Linked DNA regions of Cricetulus griseus: region 2 is linked to region 1. The links are chromatin contacts, called in public Micro-C maps. All regions are on one chromosome and are shown on one strand. The core of a region is the stretch at or near the end of the contact, and the rest is flanking DNA. Distances in the headings are between cores, read along the strand shown. Region 1 holds the start of LOC100767989 (spermatogenesis-associated protein 31D1). Region 2 overlaps LOC103161844 (a long non-coding RNA gene).

Evidence for each region. A called contact is a pair of places that touch in the nucleus more often than the background predicts.
Region 2: a Micro-C map of the CHO-K1 cell line shows a contact between it and region 1, with 3 times the contacts expected there. The contact joins the enhancer-like site here to the promoter of LOC100767989 in region 1. A contact is called at or near these places in 2 of 8 Hi-C or Micro-C datasets (the CHL-YN cell line and the CHO-K1 cell line).

What each region holds. Positions count from the first base shown.
Region 1 is chr3:278,824,661-278,831,223 of CriGri-PICRH-1.0, reverse strand. LOC100767989 (spermatogenesis-associated protein 31D1) reads left to right here and starts at 3,855. Exons shown (of 4, transcript XM_027409594.1): 1 at 3,855-4,046; 2 at 5,005-5,047; 3 at 5,532-5,592; 4 at 6,300-6,563. The coding sequence starts at 3,855.
Region 2 is chr3:278,955,031-278,961,121 of CriGri-PICRH-1.0, reverse strand. It overlaps LOC103161844 (a long non-coding RNA gene), which reads right to left. Exons shown (of 7, transcript XR_004769434.1): 3 at 302-561. Among named protein-coding and RNA genes, the nearest start is that of Tut7, 23 kb to the right of the region's middle. Within about 2 kb of position 2,936, at least 1 of the 6 cell types and tissues checked has open chromatin away from gene starts, as enhancers often do. A contact at or near this core is called in the CHO-K1 cell line, where this site is marked.

The DNA.
Region 1 (6,563 bases), core at 2,606-5,105:
AGCACTGACTGCTCTACCAGAGGACCCGGGTTCAATTCCCAGCAACCACATGGTGGCTCACAACCATCTGTTATGAGATCTGGTGCCCTCCTCTGTTGTGCAGATATACATGGACGCAGAATGTTGTGTACATAATAAATAAATCTTTAAAAGAATAAGAGACTGTGGGGTGCTTGGCATACTCTCCCCCCTTAAGACTCAGAGATCAAGACTCAGAGATCATTTCAGAAGAGGGGTAGAAAGACAGTAAGGACCAGAGTGGGAGAGGTCTCCAGAGGGGGAGCATTTGCCAGGCACGACAATACAGTTGCACAAATGTGCTCACAATGGCTGGGACAGAGTGCACAAGACCCACACAAGATCAACCAGCCAAAACCCCGGCATGGATGAAGTTTAGGAGCCACTGACAGCTGATGGTTACCAGAGAAGAGAGAGTCATGAGAGAGAGAGAGGAGAGGAGAGGAAAGAGAGAGAGAGAGAGAGAGAGAGAGAGAGAGAGAGAGAGAGAGAGAGAGGCCTGAGAGACTGGCTATCCTCTAATAGGTTACCCCACAAGCATTCAGTAGATAGTGAAAAAGAGAAAGCCCATGAAGAGGGGCAAGAATAGGGGAGGAGAAGGATGGAGGGTGGATTTGATCCAAACATGTTATGTATATGTATGAATACTAAATAAAACATTTAATTTTTAAAATGGAAAGCAATAGAAGACAGACAATATTAACCTCTGACCCCCCACATGAATGCACACAGGTGCATACACACCTAAACACACGTGCCCATACACACACACACACACACACACACACACACACACACACACACACTGTGTACAGTATCTCCAAACACTACAAGAAGCTCTTTGTGGTCATAATCTGTTAAAAGGTGTAATCTCTTACATTGAAGGGTGCCTTGGCTTAGGACCGAGTGCATGGAATAGGGATCTAATAAACTAATTTAAAAATCCAGGAGCAGGAGGTGAGCTAAATGATAAACGTGCTTTCTGCACAAACACAAGGGCCTGAGTTCAATCCCCAAATCCCCAACACCCACATAAAAAAAGTGGGCCTGAGAAATACACCCAGAGAAGGACAGCATCTTCAACAAAGCATGTCTACACATAGAGCATGAGGCCAGAGCCTCATCTGTCACCTTGTATACCAGTGAACTGCAAATGCATCAAGGTGCCAGACAGTGGTGGCGCACGCTTTTAATCCCAGCACTCGGGAGGCAGAGGCAGGCGGATCTCTGTGAATTTGAAACCAGTCTGGTTAACAGAACAAGTTTCAAGACAGCCCTGGGCTACACAGAAAAACCTGTCTCTAAAAACCAAAGGGGGGAAAAATCTCAATGTAAGACCTGAACCTCTGAAAAGGTGAAGGGGAACAGCATGACAGAGGCACAGGGAAGGACTTCCTAAGTAAGAAAGCACTCACTGTACAGGTTTTGGGGGGAGAAAAGGTACTAATCTCACCCAACTGTGGACTCTATGTGCAATACTGACTAGACATTCGTGGCCACTCTGCCTACCGGGTTCCCAACTCAGTGAGCTCAGCTGCCTAGCCTGCAGATTCTATAGTAACCCAACTCATTGTAGTCCAAATTGCACACTGCTCTCCTGTCAGCCCAGTGCACCCCATATGCTCCCTTACCAGTGCCACGGTGCCCTGAGCTGTGATCTGTGAATCTGTCCAGTGTCCAGAGTCACACAATTCCATCCGTGAGAAGGATGCCACACAGACCATTCCCAAGATGCCCCCTTGCACCCTCGTGTTCATTCCACTCACTCACAGTACAATATTCAATCCGTTCTGTGTCTGACCCTGGAGCACTCAGGGCTCTGTGATCCTCATCTTACCCAGCCTAGTTCTGTGCCTCCTAAGCTGCCAGCCAGCCAGCTTCCATGGCTCACCCTAGCCTGCGCCAACTAGCCTGTGGATTGCTTCTCACCTCAGCTTAGCCCACCATGGAGCTCTTGTCAAAGTTCCTTGATTATGATGTCACATAATTCCCTTTCCTCATGTCACAATAGTGCCACCAGAATGCCTGGTTCCACAGATCACCACAATCCCAATGCACCCTAATCCAACCATGGCCAGGCCACAGGCAGCCCCTTTCCTAAGCTCATTCGGGTCTGTAATTTCCCCCTCTGAGTGGACAGGGCCCCCCACTATGCCCAGACTCACTGTGGTATGCCTCCTCTAGCCCTGACACCTGTCGGCCCTTGTAACCCTCCTCACCTTCTGCCCCTCGGCATCTAACCGCAGTTTCTGTCTTCACCCTATCTATTTCTGCCGTCTCCACAGCCTCCCACATTCCCCGACATACTTTAGTGCTGTCACAGAGTGGCCACTAGCCTGGCCTGTTACTCTGCTCACCCCAGTCCCCCCACACCACCTGTGCACCCCGAGAACATGCCAAACGTCACCTCAACTGCATCCTGTCCTCCTCCCATCCTACCTAATCTTCCAGCAAAGCCCGTTCCCAAGCTACACTGGGCAATGTAGCAGGACCATGTTCTGCCCCACCCCCGGCATGCTTGCATGGCCAACTCACCCTGTCCTGTGGCCCCCTAGCATTTTCACCCCACCTTGCCCCTAAACCTAACCCATGGCACCTTTGCCACCAGCCACATCCTAGCTGGCCAGCCTGCCATGCTCCCCGGCTTGTCCTCCACACGAGGTGTCCCATTGCCAACATACCCTGCTTCCTATTCTGTCACTCTGCACACTGCCTACACATACTGCCCAGCAGCCTTGGCTGCTATCCAGTTCCCCAACCCAGCTTAGGACACAACGGCCGCCGTGATGGTGAGCCTGGTCTCATTCGCCCTGGTCTACTTCCTGCTGACCTGCCAGCCCACCCAGCCATCCAGGAGTCGTCTGCTTTTCCAGGATCTGATAACACTGTCCGTGCCCCTCAGCTTCCCTTCTACCTAGCCAGCTCCATTCCCACTTTGCTCAACTCTACCCAGTGCAAACAACCACAAAAACATTTGTCTACCCAACCTACCCTTCCATCCCAGCTCACACAAGTTCTCCCATTTCCATTTGGCCAGCCTTCCAGGTTCCCCACCTCATCCTGCTCTGTGTAGCAGACTTTAATTTCCAGCTATCCACAGACCACACAGCCTGCTGGGTTCCCTAAGATTCTTCAGCTGGCGGGCCTGCCTCTGACCCCGTTAACCAACTTTCCCCCAAACCACCAGGCGCGCCCCCTTCTATGACTAGCCTGCTCCTTCCCGATCTGACTTTCCAAATACATCACCACTAAAAAAAAAAAGTATAATCATACCCAAAAGATAGATTGGAGTTTTGATTCTATACATCCCATATTTACAATAGCTTTATGATTTTAGTCTGTGCCTCTGAAGACCCCGAAAGATGATCAAACACAAAGGTTGGCCATTGGGCATTCACAAAGTAAATACATGGAAAGGAAACTTCGCCTTAGCTAGAGAAAATGGTCCTGTGGATAAGATGTGTTGAAGGACATTGGTCCAGGGGAGACCGACAAACAGCAAACATTTCCAGGAAGACGCCATGTCAAGCTCTAGGCAGGAGAATTGCAAGGATCCAATTCGAGAGCTTCAGACAGTAAATGGGCCTGTGGTGAAGTCCTGGTCACAGAGCAACCCCTGTGGAACATGACATGAGGACAGCTAGGTGGCAACGGGGCAGCAGGCTCGGGCAGAGGGCTCTGCTGGGGGGTGGGGCAGGGGAGCGAAGGCTCACCCTCCTCCCCACCTCACAAACCCTCTGTGACTCTCCCTGGGTCTGTGATGCAGGCCTGACTCTACAGTGAGGCCCGCGCAGCCTCAGAACATAGCTGCCTCAGGCAGCCTTGCGATTCACACTATGGAGAAGGTCCTCTCCTTTCTGAATAGCGCTACTGAACCATGGTTGAGCTTTGGACATTTCTCCTCAGCCTTTGTGGACATTCACTCCAAGTTCATCTTCCTGAGTGCAGTGGTTGTGCTTCTTTTGTACCTGAGGTACCGGACGCTGAAACCATTCCTACCCACACAGAACAATCAAGACATCAGACAGGTGAGGCAGTGTGGTGAGCTCCTTGGGCAGCTTCTTCACTTGTAGTTTCCATTTCTACTCTTGTGGTATTGAATGAGTTTGGCTGCCTTGCAGCAGTGCCTGAGCTAGGACGCTGGCGAGGAGAGAACGCTGTCGTGTGAAGGCACGGAGCCTGAGATGGAGGGAATTGAAGTTTCCTTCTGGATCTACGGCTTCCTTCCTGGGTGTCCATGGTGTTGGTCCATAGTCCTGCTCTGACTGGCTTAGTTCCAGATGTCAGGTTTGCTGAAGGGCAGTGTCTCCTGACACTTGGTCCCGTCCCCTCTCCCACCTCACGTGTCCCCTCAGCTCCTTCATCTTCACTTCCTCCAATTGTGCTTTGGGAGAGCAGTGATGACCACACATGGCCTCTGAGCAGAACTGAGCAGAGCTCTGTCCCTAGGACAAAGTGTCCCAGGGGAGCGAGAGCCACTGTGGCCCTGGCCTCAGTCTATGCTACTCAGCATGGGACTTCTTTTTTTTTGGGGGGGTTTCAAGGCAGGGGTTTCTCTGAGGCTTTGGAGGCTGTCCTGGAACTAGCTCTTGTAGACCAGGCTGGTCTCAAACTCACAGAGAACCGCCTGCCTCTGCCTCCCAAGCCCTGGGATTAAAGGTGTGCGCCACCACTGCCCCGCCTAGCACGGGACTTCTTAGTGATGCTCCCAACCGTGACTCTTGCAGACGAAAATCCTCCTTTGGTTTCTCAAAGAAGGAAGGACTGAAAATCTTCTATCACTTTCGAAAGTAAACAATAAAGATTTGGATTAATCTTGCTTGACTGGAACTCACCATATTCTTGGTTAAATGAATTCTAGGAAAAACAACAGAAAAAAAAAAAAAAACATTTTGAGGGGCTTAGGGAGCCCTACTCTTCTTGAATACCATCAATAAAGCTCATTGCACCCATAAAAAAACATTTTTTATTCTTTGTTGTTCACAGCAACAGGGCAAAGCTAAGAAAGGACGGAGAGCATCGTTTAAAGGTAGGCTCCCACCCCTGGGGTGTTAAGACCAACATGTTTCCTTCCTGTAATTTCCATAAGAGAGCCCGGGTCCAACAGCTGAGGATACCATGTCACTAGACACATTATCTCCCTCATAGGAGACTGAGAACCAGCCCTGCACCCCTGCTCTGCTCACCCATGGGCATGAAGCCATGCAGTGAGCCCAGGAGGTTTCCAGGGAGGACTGTGCGTTGTTTCCGTAGCCACAGCGCCTCCTGGTGGCATGTCTGTACCTCACACCTGGGCTCAGACATCTCTCGGGAAGCCCAGACTTGTGAGCTTCTGTGCTGTCCATAGTGCCATGATGTTCACAGAGGGACCTTGTAAATGAAGACAACTCATCATGTCCGCTGTTTCTTGATGATTTCAGACTACAATAGCCTAGGTGTTTCCCTTAGAGGAATGGTGTGACGCCCACCTCTCTGTCTTTTGTTCCCTACAACCCACACCACACGCTTTCCAGAATTTAGAATCTTCCACAGAGAAGCTCAGGAGAGGAGGAAGCTGCTGTCTGTTGTGCAAAGGTAACAATTTTCCCTTTCTTTCAGGTCCCACCCCCATCCTTACCCCAAGGTCAACTTAGCATAGCCTGCTGTTGTCATGGGAGGGTTACCCAAAGGGATTAAGTGTGTAGACTGGAGTCATGGGGAGAGGATGCAGCCTCTCTGGTATCCAAGGACAGAGCAAAAGGACTAGGCATACAGGCTCCAGGCTCCGAACCCCACCTGGGCCTGTAGCCCTCTTTCTATGCATGCTGGTTGTCCTAGTCTTGTTGCTGTTGCTGTGATAAAACGCCACAACCAAAAGCACCTTTAAGGAGTAGGGTTTATTGTAGCCTGTAAATCCAGATCACAGTCAGCTGTTGAGGGAAGTCGAGGCAGGAACTTGAAGGCAGGAGAGTTCATTGCCTCCAACTAAGGAAATTTCATAGCCAAGAAGTGGTACCTGTGGAGAATACTGCTTGCTAGCTAACACTTAGATACACTTCTGTTCAGTTAGTTGTTTTTAAACAGGTCAGTACTATCTGTCTAAGGGTGGTGCTTCTCAGTGGGCTGAGCTGAGCCTTCCTACATGAATTAACAGCCAAGACAACTTTCTACAGGCCTGTCTTACGGAGGCAATCCCTCCACTGAGGCTGGTCTCTCAGCTGACAGTAGATAGCGCCACATTGACAGCAGACGAAAACTAGAACACAGGTCCTGACCACACACCTGAACTCTGTCTTCTCCAGCCCTTTTGGACAGCGGTATGATGCCTCCCACTTTCGGCAAGTGCTTTGTCCGGATCCCTGCTGTGACGTGTGCAATGGAGCAACAGCTAAGGTCCGTCGTCTGCTCTCATGGGCCACCCTGGAAGATGGGAATGCCTCTGTGTCCAGCATGGCTTCCACTTCCATGACTGAGACCTCATTTACCCTGACCCCTCCACTCTCACCAAGCCCTCCAGAGCGCCAAATTTCATCCCTCCCACCTGCTCCTCCTCCTCCCTCCACTGT
Region 2 (6,091 bases), core at 1,687-4,186, 130 kb before region 1:
GCCTTCCTTCCTTCCTTCCTTCCTTCCTTCCTTCCGCCTTCTTCATCTTCCTTCTCTGGCACAGCTCCATCCTACCAAAGCACTCTCTGCCACCTCAGCCTTATCATCTTGTACCTTTATGAGACAGCATGCATGGTACAACGTGTGCATTTATTTCTTCTTCCATTTATAGGGCTGCTTTTGCTTCTTATTTTAAAAATAAGCTCAAACTTAAAGAAAAGGTTTTCCCTCCTTTTATACATGTGATATATGTGGTTCAGTGAGGATGGAGAGAGTTCAGCTCATGTGTGCACATACTCACCATTTAAGCTATGCTGACTGGCCAAGGAGCTCTTGGAATCCGTCTGTCTCTGACCTCAAGGCTGGGTTCCAGGTACATCCAACCATTCTGGGATTTCCAAGTCTGTGCTGGGGATTCAAGTCAAGTCCTCAAGCTTGCAGACAAAGTACTCTTACCCGCTGGCCACTTCACCAGCCCAGAAAGGCTTCAGTAGGACTGCAGATATAGAGCTCAGTTGGCAGACTGCTCATCTTGCGTGCACAGAGTGCTGGGTTCAATTCCTGGCAGAATATAAGGATAAAAATAGCAATAAGATAAACATGAAGTATCTGCATGGTGGCACTTGGGAGGTGGAGTCACCAGCTGTGGGACTTTGTTGCAGTCTGTGGAGCTATAACAACTCATTCACTGTTATGTTCTTAATACCACGCTTGGCTAGACGGGGCATGCAAGGACTCTCGAGAGGAAGGCACCTCCCAGCAATGCACCTGTGGATGCCATGTTCAAGATTCACACCCTCCTCTCAGAGTCACACACATTACTGTGCCATCTTCCCCTCAGAAGCTAAGCAGGTGCCCACGAGTTATCAACGCCACTACTGGCTGCTTTTGCTGCCACAGGCCTGGAAGATGGTACTACCATCTTCATTTTTCCAAGGAGTTTAGGAGAGATCCAGAATCTTCGAAGACTTGGATTTAGTTATAAGACTGTCATAAGACCAAGAGAACTGGTACCACACCCACATAGGAATCCCAGCATGGCTGAGCATGCCTGTGACCCAGCATGGCTGTGCATGCATGCCTGTGACCCAGCATGGCTGTGCATGCCTGTGACCCAGCATGGCTGTGCATGCATGCCTGTGACCCAGCATGGCTGTGCATGCATGCCTGTGACCCAGCATGGCTGAGCATGCCTGTGACCCAGCATGGCTGTGCATGCCTGTGACCCAGCATGGCTTAGCATGCCTGTGACCCAGCATGGCTGTGCATGCCTGTGACCCAGCATGGCTGTGCATGCCTGTGACCCAGAATGACTGAGCATGCCTGCCTGTGACCCAGCGCTGAGGGTAGAGACAGACAGACTGCAGAAGCTAGTGTCAGTGTGCCACACACTGAGAAAGGCCGTCTATAGAAGAGAGTCCTTTTTGAGCCCACAGTTTCAGAAACCTCATTCCACCGCAATGTTGAGGCAGAAGGCAGAAGAGAACACAAGTGCCAGCCAGCATGGTAGACAGAGGGGAGAGAGAGCAAGAAGGAGAGGAAAGTGGGGAGGAAGGGAGATGGGTGTCCATGGTAGCTCATCTTCTCCTTTTAGCCACCAGGCACCTGGTCTCTGCTGCGATGCTGCCTTCTGAGTTGCCCTCCCACTGAGGTGTTTTTTCAGTGCCAGGGAATTGAACCCAGAGCCTTGAGCACATGGGGACAGGGCATCAACACTGAGTCATAGTCTGAAATTCAGTACTACATTTATTATTATTATTATTATTATTATTATTATTATTATTATTATTATTATTATTCGAGACAGAGTTTCTCTGTGTAGCTTTGTAGACCAGGCTGGCCTCGAACTCACAGAGATCTACCTGCCTCTGCCTCTGCCTCCAGAGTGCTGGGATTAAAGGCATGCACCACCGCCTCCAGGCTCCGTACTATATTTTTAAACCTAGTAGTTTTCATTGAAACCCTTTCCAAATTTTTGTTTGTTTGAGACAAGGTCTCATGTATCCCAGACTAGCTTCAAATTCATTGTGTAGCTCTATAAGACCCAGAATTTCTGATCCTCCTGCCTCTACCTCCTGAGTCTTTGAATTACAGGTGTGTGCCACCAAACCTGGCCTGTGCAATGCTGGGGGACTCACGCATGTCAGGCCAGCACCCTGCCAATGACACTACAGCCCATCATCTCCCAGTGTTTTTATTACAAAACTTTTCCATGGTAGGCGCAGCATGATTGTCTCCACATTTTCTAAAGTATATAGAATCTTATCTGAGCTCTTGCTAAAGTGAGACGGAATGTGTTATTTCAACTGCCTGCACAAAGCAAATTCAATACCATTGCATGCTGGGAGACAGTCTGACCTTCCTGTTCTTTATCCATGTGATTGTGGTGGAAGCAGACATGACATTACGGCGCAAACAAAACAAAGATGAGCTTGCAAAATACACGGTTCAAATAACCCTGGCACTGCAGACCAGAGAGCTCCCTTTTCAAGACCCCAAATAATCCTGGCACTGTAGACCAGAGAGCTCCCTTTCAAAGACCCCAAATAATCCTGGCAGTGTAGACCAGAGAGCTCCCTTTTCAAGACCCCAAATCTCATAAAACCATAATCATGTGTGGTGGGGAGATACTAAAAACACATCTCCCCACTAAGCCTTCCAGACTTAGTTACACCCCAGCTAAATCAGGTGACTCCAACACATGATTCACATCACACACACACACACACACACACACACACACACACACACACACACACACACACACACGTTTACCAAAATAAGACTCCCAGAAGAGAGAGCAGCCTGCTCTCAAAATCCATTCAGAATTTGAAGCCAGGCTTTCTGTTTAGTTTGACTTAACTGCTGTGTCTCTTTCTTCAAAAATAAAAGTCCGTATGGACACACACAGTCTTCAATTCTAAGTCCCAGGGTTCAGACATACTATAAACACAATTTGTCTTAGTGGATGTAGGTCATGAGTCAAGCCTGTTTCTATGGTGATGTATACATTTTTTAACTATGGAAATTTTTGGTCATGCACAGAAATTGTCCAAGGAATAGTATAACCAACTATTAAGTACAAATCACCCAGACCTAAAAGCTGCTAGAGGCACCTCAGTAGCAGCATGCATGTGTGACACACATGAGGCCCAGAGCTGGACCCCCACCACAAACAGGAAGTTATCAGACATTATAAGTCATTTTAAATACAGCATCCTGCCTTGTCTTCCAGCAGTTAGCAGAAGCAATACCACTGCCACGATCGAATCTGTTGTCCAACCTGAACACACACCAGATTCCAACCTGAAACCTTCAGGGGATCCTTTGCTTGGAGTGGCATTCCTGTGACCCCTGGATGACAGAGTTGCTGTTGAAAATTCACACTGTGGTCACTAAATTAAAATCTCAGTATCAGATGAGATATCTCCCGTCTTACTCAGGGTTTCTATTACTGCAATACAACCCCATAGCCAGCGGCAACGTGGGAACGAGTGGGTTTATTTTATCGTACCTTGTAGCCCAGCATGCAGAGCCCACCATCCAGGGGAGCCAGGGCAGGAACTCTAGCAGGGCAGGAGCCTGCAGGCAGGAGCTGATGCAGAGGCCATGGAGGAGGGTGCTGCTCACTGGCTTGCTCAGCCTGCTTTCTTACAGTACCCAGGGCAGTGCTGCCCCTGGTGAGCTGGGCCCTCCAAAACCAATCACCAATTAAAAAGATGCACCACGGGTCAATCTGCGGGTGGGACATTTTTCTCAATTGAGGTTCCCCTTTCCAGATGACTCAAGCTTGCATCAATTTAACATAAAATTAGCCAGCACACAAGCCTATCAGTTATTGGTCAGGGAGGTTCCAGAGGCACCCAAAACAGTACAGGCTATTGCCATTACTCTTGGTGGACCACAATAACCAGATGGCAAGACCCTCTTGCTAAAGACACTACACACTTTGGTCACGGGGTATAGAGAAACGAGCTGGAGGTGACCTGAAACCTCCCGATCTGGGAGGTGCTATGCAGGCTTCTGGGAGATAAAAATAATAATAATAATAATCAATGGTCTTACCCATTGTCGAACCCTGGATGCTACAATGCCAACCTGCCAGGCAAGGTGTGCCCATGCTACAACCGTGGTGTAAAGGTTATGGAATTAACCAACAGCTTTCTACTTGGATCTGAGGCCTGCTCCACAGAAGGGAATTCGCATACAGCCCACAGCTCAGGAAGTCAATCCTGGTAGATGGATGATGCAGTTGTTTTGCTAAACATACAACTGCTTCCTAAATATTTACACTCCTGTCCACAGATCAGTGCTACTGTCAGCCTTGGCCAGAGAAGCTTGTCTCTGCTACAGGCCGGCAGTTACTGCAGGGTGCTAAGTAAGTCACTGAAGAGTGCTCAGCCTTACCCGGGGCATCTGTATGAACCCTCCTCCCTCCAGGACTCAAATAACATCCTGAAATGGGGGCAGACAGAATGTGAGGCCAGAGGATGGGGACGCAGTGAAATTCTGCACGTCGCATGGCCATTGCTCTCAGAACTCACTGCAGCTATAGTTAGCGGGTCAAGATCAAGTCCAATTTCTACATGCCACTGCCATATTAATGAATGAGAACACTCCAGTGGACAAGGTGTTGGTAACAAAACCAGTTCCTCTAAAACAAAGCAGTCAGTGCTTATAACCCTGCAGTCCAGTAGTCCTCCTCTTACTGTCCTTGAAAATTCATTTCCTTGAAAGGATAAAGTGAATAACAAGGATAACAAAGTGGAGGAAAGGTCTTTAACTATGGTAAGGAAAGGGTCGTTAACTGTGGTAACAATGTACCTTATCAAAAGGTCTTTAACTGTGGTAACAATGTACCTCATCAAATCATACCACTTGCAACGAATGACAATTCGGTAACAGTAAGGACATTCACCATGTTCTGCAAACATTACTGCCAGCCTTTTCCAGAACCTTTTCATATTCTCTAAAAAAGTTCACGGGGCTGGAGAGATGGCTCAGTGGTTAAGAGCACAGGCTGCTCTTGCAGAGGACCCGGGTTCAGTTCCAACACCTACACGGTGGCTCACAGCTGCCTGTAACTCAAGTTCCAGGACCTCCAGTGCCCTGTGGTGCACAGGCTTACATGCAGACAAAACATTCATATATACTAAAAAAGTAATTTGAAAACAAAAGCAACTCCACATTCTCCCTTTCTCTGGCCATCGATAACCCTTGTCCCACCTTCTGTGTTTCGGAACCTGCCTAGTTTAGGCCTCACGTGTAGCAGGGTGATACAGGGTTCATTCTTTTTGTCCAGCTTTCTTCAGTTAGCATGAGTGAAACTCAGGGACACAACACTGAGTACTTACCTAACAGCTTTGTCAGTTGACGTGGTTTGCTGCCACCTCATGGCTGCTGTAAGTAATGCTACTATGAACACATGCAAAGTCTTCTTTGGGGGTTCTGTCTTCTCCCTTTCTGGAGTATAGATCTAGGAATGGAATCACCAGTCCATGGGATCATTCCCTACTTAACTTTTTGAGGGACCATTCATTTTCTCTTTGAACTAAGGTATTTGATAACAGAAACTGGGCATGAATAATTGGTTTTCTCAGTGTTCACATGCTCCCACAGAGTAACAAACTGTGATCTGGCCACAGTGCAAGTCCACCCATCCCCACCTGACTTCTGTTCCTCACTTCATCAGGTCACATTGGCTGTTGGCTCATGTGTGACACATCAGGCACATGTCCTTTGCTTCAAATCTTCCCAAGACGCACACAGGGCGTACAGTGGACTTCTTTGGGTATACCCAATGTCACTGTAACCAGCCTGGAAGAAATGAAGATATCTAAAAGAGACACTTGTCTCTCAATCTGACTATCAGACTATTGAAAAAATGAATCCCAAAGAAGTGGAACTTTCCCCAGGAGTCTCATGCAGGGAGGAGAAAAGGCACCAACCGACAGGGAACTCATGTCCCAGAAAGAGATTTCACACAGTTTTAACAACTTGTCAGAACACCTTACAGACTGAAGTCCAGACACTGATGGGTCAGTGGTGGGCGGGACCACACCTTGACTGTTTGGATGTGCATGTCCTTGGC